Linked DNA regions of Anas platyrhynchos: all the other regions are linked to region 3. Evidence: chromatin contacts called from public Hi-C data. All regions are on one chromosome and are shown on one strand. The core of a region is the stretch at or near the end of the contact, and the rest is flanking DNA. Distances in the headings are between cores, read along the strand shown. Region 1 has its middle 100 kb from the start of CCDC122. Region 2 has its middle 140 kb from the start of TSC22D1. Region 3 overlaps LOC101800207 (a long non-coding RNA gene).

What was found. Hi-C and Micro-C count contacts between places; a contact is called where the count stands out from the background.
Region 1: a contact with region 3 is called in a Hi-C map of subcutaneous adipose tissue, with 1.6 times the contacts expected there. The contact joins two enhancer-like sites. A contact is called at or near these places in 4 of 8 Hi-C or Micro-C datasets (liver, skeletal muscle and subcutaneous adipose tissue).
Region 2: a contact with region 3 is called in a Hi-C map of skeletal muscle, with 2.4 times the contacts expected there. The contact joins two enhancer-like sites. A contact is called at or near these places in 2 of 8 Hi-C or Micro-C datasets (skeletal muscle and subcutaneous adipose tissue).

The regions. Positions count from the first base shown.
Region 1 is chr1:176,735,640-176,739,320 of IASCAAS_PekinDuck_T2T, forward strand. No RefSeq gene overlaps it. Among named protein-coding and RNA genes, the nearest start is that of CCDC122, 100 kb to the left of the region's middle. Within about 2 kb of position 1,897, at least 1 of the 8 cell types and tissues checked has an H3K27ac peak or open chromatin away from gene starts, as enhancers often do. A contact at or near this core is called in subcutaneous adipose tissue, where this site is marked.
Region 2 is chr1:176,788,209-176,791,584 of IASCAAS_PekinDuck_T2T, forward strand. No RefSeq gene overlaps it. Among named protein-coding and RNA genes, the nearest start is that of TSC22D1, 140 kb to the right of the region's middle. Within about 2 kb of position 2,068, at least 1 of the 8 cell types and tissues checked has an H3K27ac peak or open chromatin away from gene starts, as enhancers often do. A contact at or near this core is called in subcutaneous adipose tissue, where this site is marked.
Region 3 is chr1:176,665,060-176,668,563 of IASCAAS_PekinDuck_T2T, forward strand. LOC101800207 (a long non-coding RNA gene) reads left to right here. Exons shown (of 4, transcript XR_011806408.1): 3 at 1-944; 4 at 2,923-3,504. Among named protein-coding and RNA genes, the nearest start is that of CCDC122, 30 kb to the left of the region's middle. Within about 2 kb of position 1,617, at least 2 of the 8 cell types and tissues checked have an H3K27ac peak or open chromatin away from gene starts, as enhancers often do. A contact at or near this core is called in subcutaneous adipose tissue, where this site is marked.

The sequences.
Region 1 (3,681 bases), core at 647-3,146, 71 kb after region 3:
GAAAGGTGGGGCCCAAATATAAACCTCATTGTACTTTGGCAGCAAACAGGAACCAAATGATACCTTGCAGAGGTCAAGCTCAATTTGAACTCTCTCTGGAAGGCGGGAGATTTTTTATTTGTTTGTTTGCTTTATTTTTCCCAGACATTATAGTTTTTTCATTAGCTTCCTTCACAGGAAGTTTTTAGTAGCTCTTCTTGTGGCTCTTATGCTTGTCATTGTGGAGGGATTCAAAGGCTTTAAGTGACTTTCTGGAAGACCATCAAGATGGGATTAAATAACCATTCTGCTATTTTAGCCTGGGTCTTCTGACCCAAATTCATCCTTTGTGGGTCAAGACATCAATATCCGTGGCTGTACCTTGCCTTTGAGAAAGATGCTTTCACGCTTGTCAGAAGTTGCAGTAATAAAAAGGACAGAACTCTATGGTACAGAGACAAATAGAAGAAATCACACAAGGTCTGCATCAGGAGCTTGTGTGCAGGAACCAGCTCCTCCCTCCCACATTCAGGGACTACTGCCATGTCTCTGGATGCCTAAGGAGCTGCACTGGTGAGGGGACACTGAGAAAGGAGATTATTTTTCTGTGCTCTTAGGGTCCCACCGTGCTCTCCCCAATAGCAGTGGATATAAATCAATATTATCATGCACACTGTTTTTGGAATCTGAAGTAGGATCCAAGATGTGGATGGATGTTCCCAAGGTCACACACGATCAGCAGCAGGGCACAGAAGGATATCCTTGCTTCCAAACCGACCTCGGCCCCACCAGCTGAGGAGGCAGCACCAGCATTGTCACTGCACCTTTCGTCTCCCCCACAGGGCTGAACTGAAGAGGAGCACTCAGAGTAATGGAAACAACACCAGGGTTGTAATGGAGGAGTGGGGAGGCTGGGAAAATCTTATCTGGCTTCCCACAACCACTAAGTACTCCTTGCAAAGTGCTGATGGAGGAATTCTGGTACTCCAGTGTTGGGGTAGGGAGCAGAATGAGACAGCACTCAGGTGCAACAGGGAGCCTCACTTTCCATCACCACTGCTATTTGGGTAACACAGCTTACTTTTAACCTTCTTTTTTGTTGTTGTTGTTGACTTTTTTTTTTGTTCTTTATTTTTTTCTGTATAAATTTGTGAGAGAAGGAGCAAAGGGGTGCTGAGGAAACCAAAACTGATTTCAAATCTCTATTTATAAATCTCTAATGTTTATAAATCTCTATTTATAAATCTCTAATGTTGTGTTTTAAAATCTTTCAAGGTAATCATCCTCTTTCTACCTCCCAGGTCTGTTTATGTATTCCTTATGTCCTGAGTATACGAGTGGACCTTCAACTTCCCATCTGTGAAAAACAGCCATCATAATGAGGTGTTGATATGTTTGGAGCGCTACCTGCTACTATAATAGGAATGATTAATAGTGATAGATCATTTTCCACACCCACACAGATAATAGCATCTCTCCTGGGATGGCTGACAATGTAATTGTGGCAGAATGCAGGGAGGCCTGAAACGCATTTCATTAGTTATTGACTGGGGTACTTTGTCTCGTCCTTTAAAAAAAAAAAATAAAAAACCACAACACATACACACAGAAAAACCACCTGACAGGAAAAAGGAAAAGCGTGTGCAGTACTTTTTAAAAATCAGCACACAGGCACAATTAAAGATAACAATGCAGCAGCAAATCAGTGCAACCCATCGGCATTTTCTTGTTCCACCACACACAACAACGTATTTGCCCCAAGAGACATTTTTGGAGGTGCAAAAGTTCACCTGCAGCCTGTTAATTCACTTTGAGACGGGACTGCGATCACTTAATGGACTCTTCTTGTACCGGCTGCTATGGTAACTGCTGCATCACGCTCTCCATAGGCTTGTTTTTGGAGGAGAGTGTAAACTGCAAGAGCAAATCTCAGATGGGTTTGTTACTGGAATCAAAATCCCAGGGCGGATTTGCAATTCTACACATGGTCTTGGCCCACCGAGCACTCCTTTTATGGGCATGTTTGCTCATCTGGCTTAATTTTAAACCCAGTCCTTAAGCATTGTGTGCTCAAAAACACTTCTCAGAATTGAAGTCTTCTGGGTTTGGGCTGGGTTGGAGGCACATGTGGAAAGCTTAAGAAAAAATAAAAAATAAAAGCACAGGAAAAAAAAATAAAAGATGAGACAAATAGAGTGGAGATTGGGTTAAATCATTCAGCCCATCAGTCCTAGTCATCAAGCTTAAAGGCTGCAGAAGCAAAGCCCTCTTCAAAAGCAAGCAAAGAAATGTCCTCAGGAGATTGGAAAAAGAGCTACCAAGTCTTAACCAAGCATAACCAAAGCAGTGGTAAATACCCAAGTCTGCAGACACTCTGGAGCAACAACAAAGAGACCTGAGAGTGAAGATTTCTCATCCATCTCCTTGTCATGAGAACTACCATGAAAAGTGACCTTCATCATCTCCTGTCTCATCTCTCTGAAGAGAGGGACAAGGAGTCAGGTGCTGGAGCATGGCAGAGGATCTATGTGGGCAGGAAGAAGGAAAGAGCTGAGGGAAAGCAAGGGGAAAAGGCATCAGGGAAAGGGGAAAAATGGGGAATGAGAAAAATAAGATGCAGAAAAGTGAAATTGGATGTCAGTGACCTGCTGGAAGCTGGCAAACGTGTTCCTGCAAACGGATGGGTGAGGTCAGGCAGTGGCGGGCAAGCAGGATAGGGGTAATGACAGAGGATGCAGGTTCATGTCTGGGCAGGAAGCAGACTTTAGAGATGGAAAGGGCCTTGAGAAAAGAAGAAGCTTACTCTTCACCCTGCAGCAGGACACTCCCTGTCAGGGTCATTTCTCACAGATATATGTCTGACCTGTTCTTATAGATCTCCAGCAGCAGATGCTCCTGGACCTTCGTAGACCTCCCACTCAGAGGTTCATCATATTTCTCTCAGAGCTAGTGTTGAACATCCCATTTCTTTCCCAAGTGCATGAGAAGAACATACTGATTATATCTTCTTCTCAGAAGTGTTTGAAGACTACTTAGTCTATTCCCCTTGGTTTTTCTCCAGGATTTCTTAAAATATAATGTCCAAATATTTCAGCTGATGTTTTACCAATGAGCTTCAAAAGGATTATTTAATGCACCTTGCAAGCTACATTCCTCTCAGTATGATGCCAACCTTTTTTGCAGCAACATAACATTCTTGACTGAGGGTCAGCTTGTGATCCACCGTTACCCTCATATCTTCCTCTTCAGAACTGCTACTGATCAGATTTCCACTGTATAGCCAAGGGAAATATATAGCCATGTAGTCACATACTTGATTATTCTAGCCTGAATGCAGTACCTTCTGCAATTGTTGAATGCCATTTGGATTTCTCCCTTCAGACCAGTCTTTAAGGTCATTTTAAATTTTAACTCTTTTTTTTTTTTTAATTTTGTTATCTTTAAAAATATTTGCCCTCACTTCAATCTCCAAATTTAATATATGGCCCTTCTAGTCCCTCATCTATTTTATTTAAAAAGGTACTGAGTAGATGTGATTCAGGACAGAACCTTGCAAAGTCCTATTGAATCCACCCATTTTAACATGGATCTAGGGATAACTTCATCCTGGGAGAGGTCAGAAGAGATAGAGAACAAAAAAGAAAATGGGAATAAGTCAGTTAGAGTGAAAAACCTCTTAGACTGGGTGGAGGTGGTGTGGTA
Region 2 (3,376 bases), core at 818-3,317, 120 kb after region 3:
TAGGTCAGCCTATATTGCACAGAACTTACAGGTTCTTGTAACAAAGGTCAAAAATGCATTCATCAGGACCTTTGGGAGCAGGCACTGGTAGTATCTTTCATAAACCAAGTGTAGTCATGTGAGGTGGCAGAAAAATGAGGTTATTGCTTTCTCTCCACTATCTGTGTAGCCTGTACATGTTTTTATTTGGATCTGAAAAGACAGCAGGTGTCTGGGAGAGAGAATTAATCTTTTCTAAACATTATCAAAAGCATGACCCACTGCCAGTCTTTTATGTGAGGAAAATTCTTGTCCCAGATGGGAAACTATCCTAACTACCCCTGAGCATGCCATTTTTAATGAAGCCACCAAGATGGTATTCCGCACCCATGAGAAAACAGAGATAACAAATTACTATCTGAGCCATTTTCAGCCAGACAGATTTGGGAAGAAGCAGGAAACAGTGCTGCAGGGACTCTGCAATAGTGCTATGACCATTCTGTTGGGTAATCCATAATATACACACCTAATGAGCTAGTGTTAGCATCTGCGTGGTGGACACTCGGGGAGGTGGTGATAACCCCATTAGGCTCTGTTATATGCTCAGAAGTCTGGTAGCTCTTCATCTGTGTGATGCAAGGAGGCTCAGTAAATGCAAAAATAGACAAACTGCTCCTGTAGAAAAACAGAAGGGAGAGACACCAGCAAGGGGCACACAAAACATCTGAAGAATTACTCCCTCGGGAGAAGAAAACTTGAGATGACGCACTAGTGAAGTCTCCGGTCTGGTCTGGTGTTTTTTTTTTTTTTAAGGCTTTTGAATTCCTCCCTCCCTTCCTGACCTTTTATGAACAGATCAGGGCCTTCTTTGAAAGCGCCATGGGAGGATGCAGAAGTCCTCCTTCCCCTTCTGCTGGCAGCCTGTAGCAGGATGCTTCTCACACTTGTGCTAAGCGGGATTTAATGATATGACAACAATTGCACCAATTAAAGGAGAAGATAGCCCATTAAGTGGTGTTGTTTCAGAGCAGATAACCTGCAATTTGGAAGCAATCCGCTGTTTTAAGAACAGGGTACACTTGCCCTACGCTTGCCTACAAGTCATGTCAGGTAAATAAAGCTCTTGTCTCCTAGACAACCAGGGCATCCACAACAAACCCTACCTGGCTTATCTAATTTCTTTGCTATTGTGTCTCTGCAATTAGTCAGAGAAACAGACATGCCAAGGGAAAGCATCCTGACTCACTCAACATCACATATACGCTTCCTCCTTTTTCCCTGACAGGCTGCAGGGTTTGAAAGACACAATAGTGATTGAGTCATTGACATTTGCTCTCGCTGCCAAAGCCAGCTCGCATTCTCCATCAGAAACTCCTGTCAGATGTGATTGCACAGCCTATTTTTGGTTCTCAGAGGAAAAAGGCAAACAGATTTACACAGGTGTAGCTGGGTTTATGACTTGCTTCTTCATCTGTGTGAAAGACAGAGTTTATTTTTCCCTGTGCTGCATAAGGGACCACCCGTGTGTTCTCAGCAGAGCCTCATGCTCCTGTTTGCGCCCTCCCTGTACAAAGTTTAACCATCCCATATAATATCCCACCAGCTGACAATGGTGTAATCCGAGAGGAATGATGTTAGCATCCCTTTAGATATGTGATAACCCAGGGTTAGGAGTGAGTTTAACTGAAGCTCAAGCCCCAACCTGCTGAAGTGCTGGGGAAAGCTTATTCACAGATCAGTACAGAAAGCGTAAGTGCAGCTTCTTCCTTAATGGTCCCGAGATCAGAATCAGCCAGAAGCAAAAAAAACTTCTTATCTAGGTTATCGTATTACACCACTACAATAGGAGGACAAATCGGGTGCAGGATGCTGACGAGGAGAGGCTGAACCAACCTTTCTTTCTCTGACACTTTCTTCCCTCCTTGCTGGGTTGGGTGTGCACTCACGTAGACACAGGGCAGTGTGGGTGTGGGCACGGGAGGGAGAACAGGCACACTGTTCATGGGACAGTATTCCCATGTAAAGAGAGTAAACGCTGCTGTGCGCCCTGCAACGCTTCGAATGACCCAGATGTTCCTTCTGCCGAATCCCTCGGGAGCTGTGCTTGCAGCCTACTAGGTATTATGGAGGGTATTCAGTTTATGCTTTGCTTTGTTCAGTTTAATCTAATCGCTGTTGGCCATAAAAGTCCTTTAACCACACTAAACAATCCCTCTTCCTCGCTGAAGTTTACACCCATCAAATACTTGTAGATAGTTATCGTGTTTCCTTTAGTCATTGTTTAGCCAAGAAATACACGTCTAATCCAACTTCTGCTGGTGTAACGCTGGACATGGGAGGAATAAAGCCTGCCTAATGGAGAACATAAGGCAGGCTAGCTCAGCATAAAGCTTTTTAAGAACTTCCCTCTGGCAGATAAGTCATAGCTGGCCTCAAAAGAGGCATTAGTAGCCAGCAGGAGGGCAAAGCAAGAGGAGCTAAAAGATGATCTGAATTAGTGCTTTGTCAGTCAGGTTTTAGTGGCTGGGTTGATACAGGATAGCTTCCAGTATTCCCCAAGCTGATAACTCTCAAGCCCAAACCACTGCTGGGAGTGGGTTAACCATCTGCTAACCATGGTGAGGCATTGCCTGGAACAGCACAAGCTGGACCAGGCCAAAACCATACCAAGGACTGTGACCATAATTTGTAGTAAAAATAAGCATGGGATGCTACTCAAGCCTGTACCCTGACCGCTTTCAGTTTTCCAGTACACAAAGAGCCAGAGGAGACTCTGCTTGGTTTGGGGCAGCCCTGAACAAGAGGGCTCACAGGAGACCTGTGATGGACACAACCCTCCTGCCCCTTTGGGTATGCTCACCCCCACAGACTCAAGGGACTGGAATTTAGAGCACTGGTTAAGACATAAATGACCATGGTCTAGAGAACATAGTCTGTCTCCTGTCACTGAATTCATGTATCCATAGAGAATCATATCAGCTTAGTTTCTTGACATTATCATTACACCTTTCTTTCTTTCTTTCTTTCTTTCTTTCTTTCTTTCTTTCTTTCTTTCTCTCTCTCTCTCTCTCTCTCTCTCTCTCTTTCTCTCTTTCTCTCTCTCTCTCTTTTCTCCCTTTCTTTTTCCTTCTTGTTTTTTTTTTATTTCTTGCTTTTCCTTTTTCCCTTTTTTTTCTTTGTCTGGCTTCTTTCACAAATCCATCAGGGTATCCTAAAGTACATATATTTCAAATGATCGGTCTCTAAATATTCAGGATTCATTTTCTCCAGAGTGTGAGCAGCACAAAACTTCAGGAGTGTGGTTCAGGAGACACAAGTCTAACTGTTTCCAGGACTGTCTGGAGCATTGTAGCAGAACTCCTTTTCACCAGATTGCAGCAAAGTGTTTCACTATGTG
Region 3 (3,504 bases), core at 367-2,866:
ACACTGTTCCTCCACGAGGAGTAGTCACACTAACCTGAACAGCACCGTTCTTGGATGTGTTATATCATGACTGCATCCAAGTGCTTACAGGATTTTGACTTACCAAAGTTTGCAGGGCTTCTGCTTTGGTCTAGCTTTTTGGGCATCAGTAGAGATGCCCGGTGCATTGTTGTGAGAGCCAGGGTCTGCCCTGCTTGCTGCTACCAGAGCTTTTGGGGACACACTCCCAGGCCTGTGGCACACATTGTAATGCTGCAGAGGATTTTGACTATGGCTAAAAGAAAAAAAAAAAAAAAAAAAAGAGCCATCTGAAGACAGAAGGAGAGACCTGGCTGAGTCCCGGGAGAGGGGCTGGAGCTGGGAGGAATTTCACTGCAGCAATGATCAGCATCTTCTGCAGAGAAGAGAGCAGCAAGAATGCGAAGCATCTGTCCTATCTGCAACGTACTGTGACGAGAGAGTCGCCCTCTGCTACGAGCCTGTTTTGGTGGCAGCGAAGCTCCCGCGTGCCTCGCTGCAGTCATTTCCCAGGAGAGGTCGGCAGGAGGTGGGCACCAGGGCAGCTGATTCAGCAATTGCTCTGAATTCAGCTTTTTTCTTCATTCCGTATCAAAAATAAGGAGCTGTTGTTTACGCCGGGCTCACTGAACGGCCCCCTGTTCCCATGATACCTAGAGGAGGCTGACAATTATCCTCCCTGGCTTCTCCCCAGAGCTATTTTCTTTGCTGGCGGGGAGGAAATTGTTCATGTTTCATTGGCGCTACCGTTGTTCCAGCTGCCAGAGCAGGAATGTTTGTCCGCCAGCCTGCATCGGTGGCAGCGGCTCCCCTTTGGACCTGCCATCTGTTAGCTTATCGCTGCTCTTATCTGTGCCATGGCAGGGGCTGGGGGCATGGCCCCCGTGCCCAGCACTGCTCCAGCGTGCCAGCAGCAGCAGGGACAGGTAAGGGACACCTGGGGCAGGACGGGGGGGCTGCTCTGCCCAGATCCTGTAGGAAAGCTTGAACTGTGTCGCCACGTCTCTCCTCGGCCGTGATTGATCCCTTACTGAAATGCCTCCTTAAATATCCGCTGTAAATAGCAGCTGCAGTGTAACACAGGGGGCTGCTAGTCCCTGATTTACAAAACAAGGGTTCGTATAAACATCCTCTTTCGGAAGCCTTGCGTCATCTGGGAAAAAAAAAAATAAATAATAATAATAATAAAATTTACATTTCACCTGGTTCTTATCCCACTGGGATTCTCTGTACCATGGGATCCTCCCTGACTGGGAGGTTGTTTTTTTAGGGTTGATTCCTGGGGAGGCCTGGATTTTCAGATGTTGCAGTCTCAGGCCTGACTGTGCTGCGATTGCTGTTGGAAGAACTGAGACCCGAGAAATGAGACCTAAAAAACAAGACCCGCAGCATCCTTGGCCACCCCCCCAGGGCTGCAGCTTGATCTTGGCAGTGCTACACCCTCTTGTCCGGAGCCGTGTGGGTCATTTCATCTTCCAACCCTTGTTCCAAGCTCTCGTTTCCCTTTGTCTGGAGCCGGCGAGGGGCTGGTTTCTCCCCCCGGAGCGTGCAGTGCCGGAGCCGCGCCGCTGAGCGGCACCGTCCATCCAGGCACCTCGTCCTGCAGGGCACCCGCACTGCTCCCCGAGCAGGTGGCCCCCGGGACACCTCACCCCTGGGGGGGCCTCAGCAGCACCCCCAAAAGCCGAGGGGTGAACCTATAAAACGCCAGGGGTTGGGGAAAGCTAGGCTGATAACCCCAACCACCCGTACGACACCCACGTTGCATCCCAATGCAAAGCACCTTTTGTGATTTCCAGCGTTTGGACTTGGTAGGAAGCATTCGTATTTATTTATATATGTTCCCCCCTCTCTACTTTCTCGTCTTTGTTTTTTGAATTTGCATTCATTGCCTCCAGCTGTTCAAATGATCTGAGATTAAAATGTTCTTCACAGCACTGTCTTTTCAGAGATTTTATTTTCTTTCCTTTTTTGAGATGAAACTTAGAAGCAAAAGTTTTCGACTTTAAAATAACTCAGTCTTTGGTGTTTGCTGTGCTGTGAATGATATTTCCAGTAAATGGCCTCACGTAAGTCAATATCTAATTCGTGTCTACTTTCACTTTCTGACAATTATGACTGTTTTTTGACCTGGAAATCTGGAAGCTTGTTTATTAACCTGGTTTGATAAGCTTAGTGAAGACACAAAAGTAAACTTTTACTTTAAAAGTAAAAAGGGGAACGTTTCAAGTCCTGTCAAACAGAAACAGGATCTGCACTTTCCATTAGCCCAGTTCCTTCAGTTTCTGACAGCACACCGTGCCTGATGTCCTCAAAGCCCTGGTCTGAGGACTCATGGCCATGGCTGGTGCAGGACCACGTGGGGCTGTGGAGGAACACACACTGGTGTCCTCGTCCCCACACCATGCAGGCCAGCAGGACAGCACAGCTCCTGTCTGGTAAAAACCTTTCCAGAGGAAACCACAGGGAAGGGAATGACTGCGGGGGTGCACCTCCATCCCGCCCTGGTCCTGACGTGTGTGTTTGGCTTCAGAAACTGGAAGTCTCCCAGGCTTGCCACTTTCCCTGTGGCCCCTGTGTCTGCTTTGCCTGGCGGAGCCACTTCCCCCCTCCACCTTTCCCGGCCCAGAACTGCAATTTCTGTCCTTATTCCCGTGTGTGTTTTGGAGAAGCCAGCCAGGCGTGACGCTTGGCCATGCTGGAGAGCAGACTTGCTCCTGCAGTCCAACACACTGCCGGGGCATTTTTAAACAAAGGACTGCAAGATCTTCAAGCAACACGGGGGACAGTTCGCCAGTTCCTCGTGTAATAGAATGGGGTTAGTTTATGTATTTTTAAAGAGGACAGTTCAGGGGTTGACAGTCAGAGCTGAAAGCCTGAGGAATGTGTATTTGTTGTTGCCAGATGACTTGACAGATGACACCACGCACACCAGTAATCAGCAGCCTTAAGTCAGTGCTTGGAGGAGACACCCAGAGCTGCAGCATCTGTGGCGACCCGCAAGCCCAGCTTCCCAAAGCTATTCAGGGTACCTAAACCTCACTGGAGTCAGTACGCCGACATAATCAGTGGGGACCTTGCATGAAGATCAGCTGCAATGTCTTAATTGTTGGTGCTTTTTCTTTCAGCAAGCTAAAGCTGGACCAGGCAAGGCTATCCCAAGAGGTCAGCAACCAGTTGGAAAACCCACACCCACAGTCCATGGCTGCATATCGCGGCTGCGTAACAATGTGTGTTGTTTTCTCTGTCTTACATGTTTTAAGAAAAAGAAAAAAGAAAAAAGAAAAAAAAGAAAAAGAAAAAAAAAAAGAAAAAAAGAAAAAGAAAAAAAGAAAAAGAAAGAAAGAAAAAAAAAAGAACAAAAAAAAAAAAGAAAAAGAAGAAGAAGAGGAAGAAGAAGAAAAAGTTTTTCCTTTCCTCCTCAGACCAGAGTGAAATTCTCATAGCACTACCCTTCCTCCCACAAAAGCCCTTACTCAAAGACTG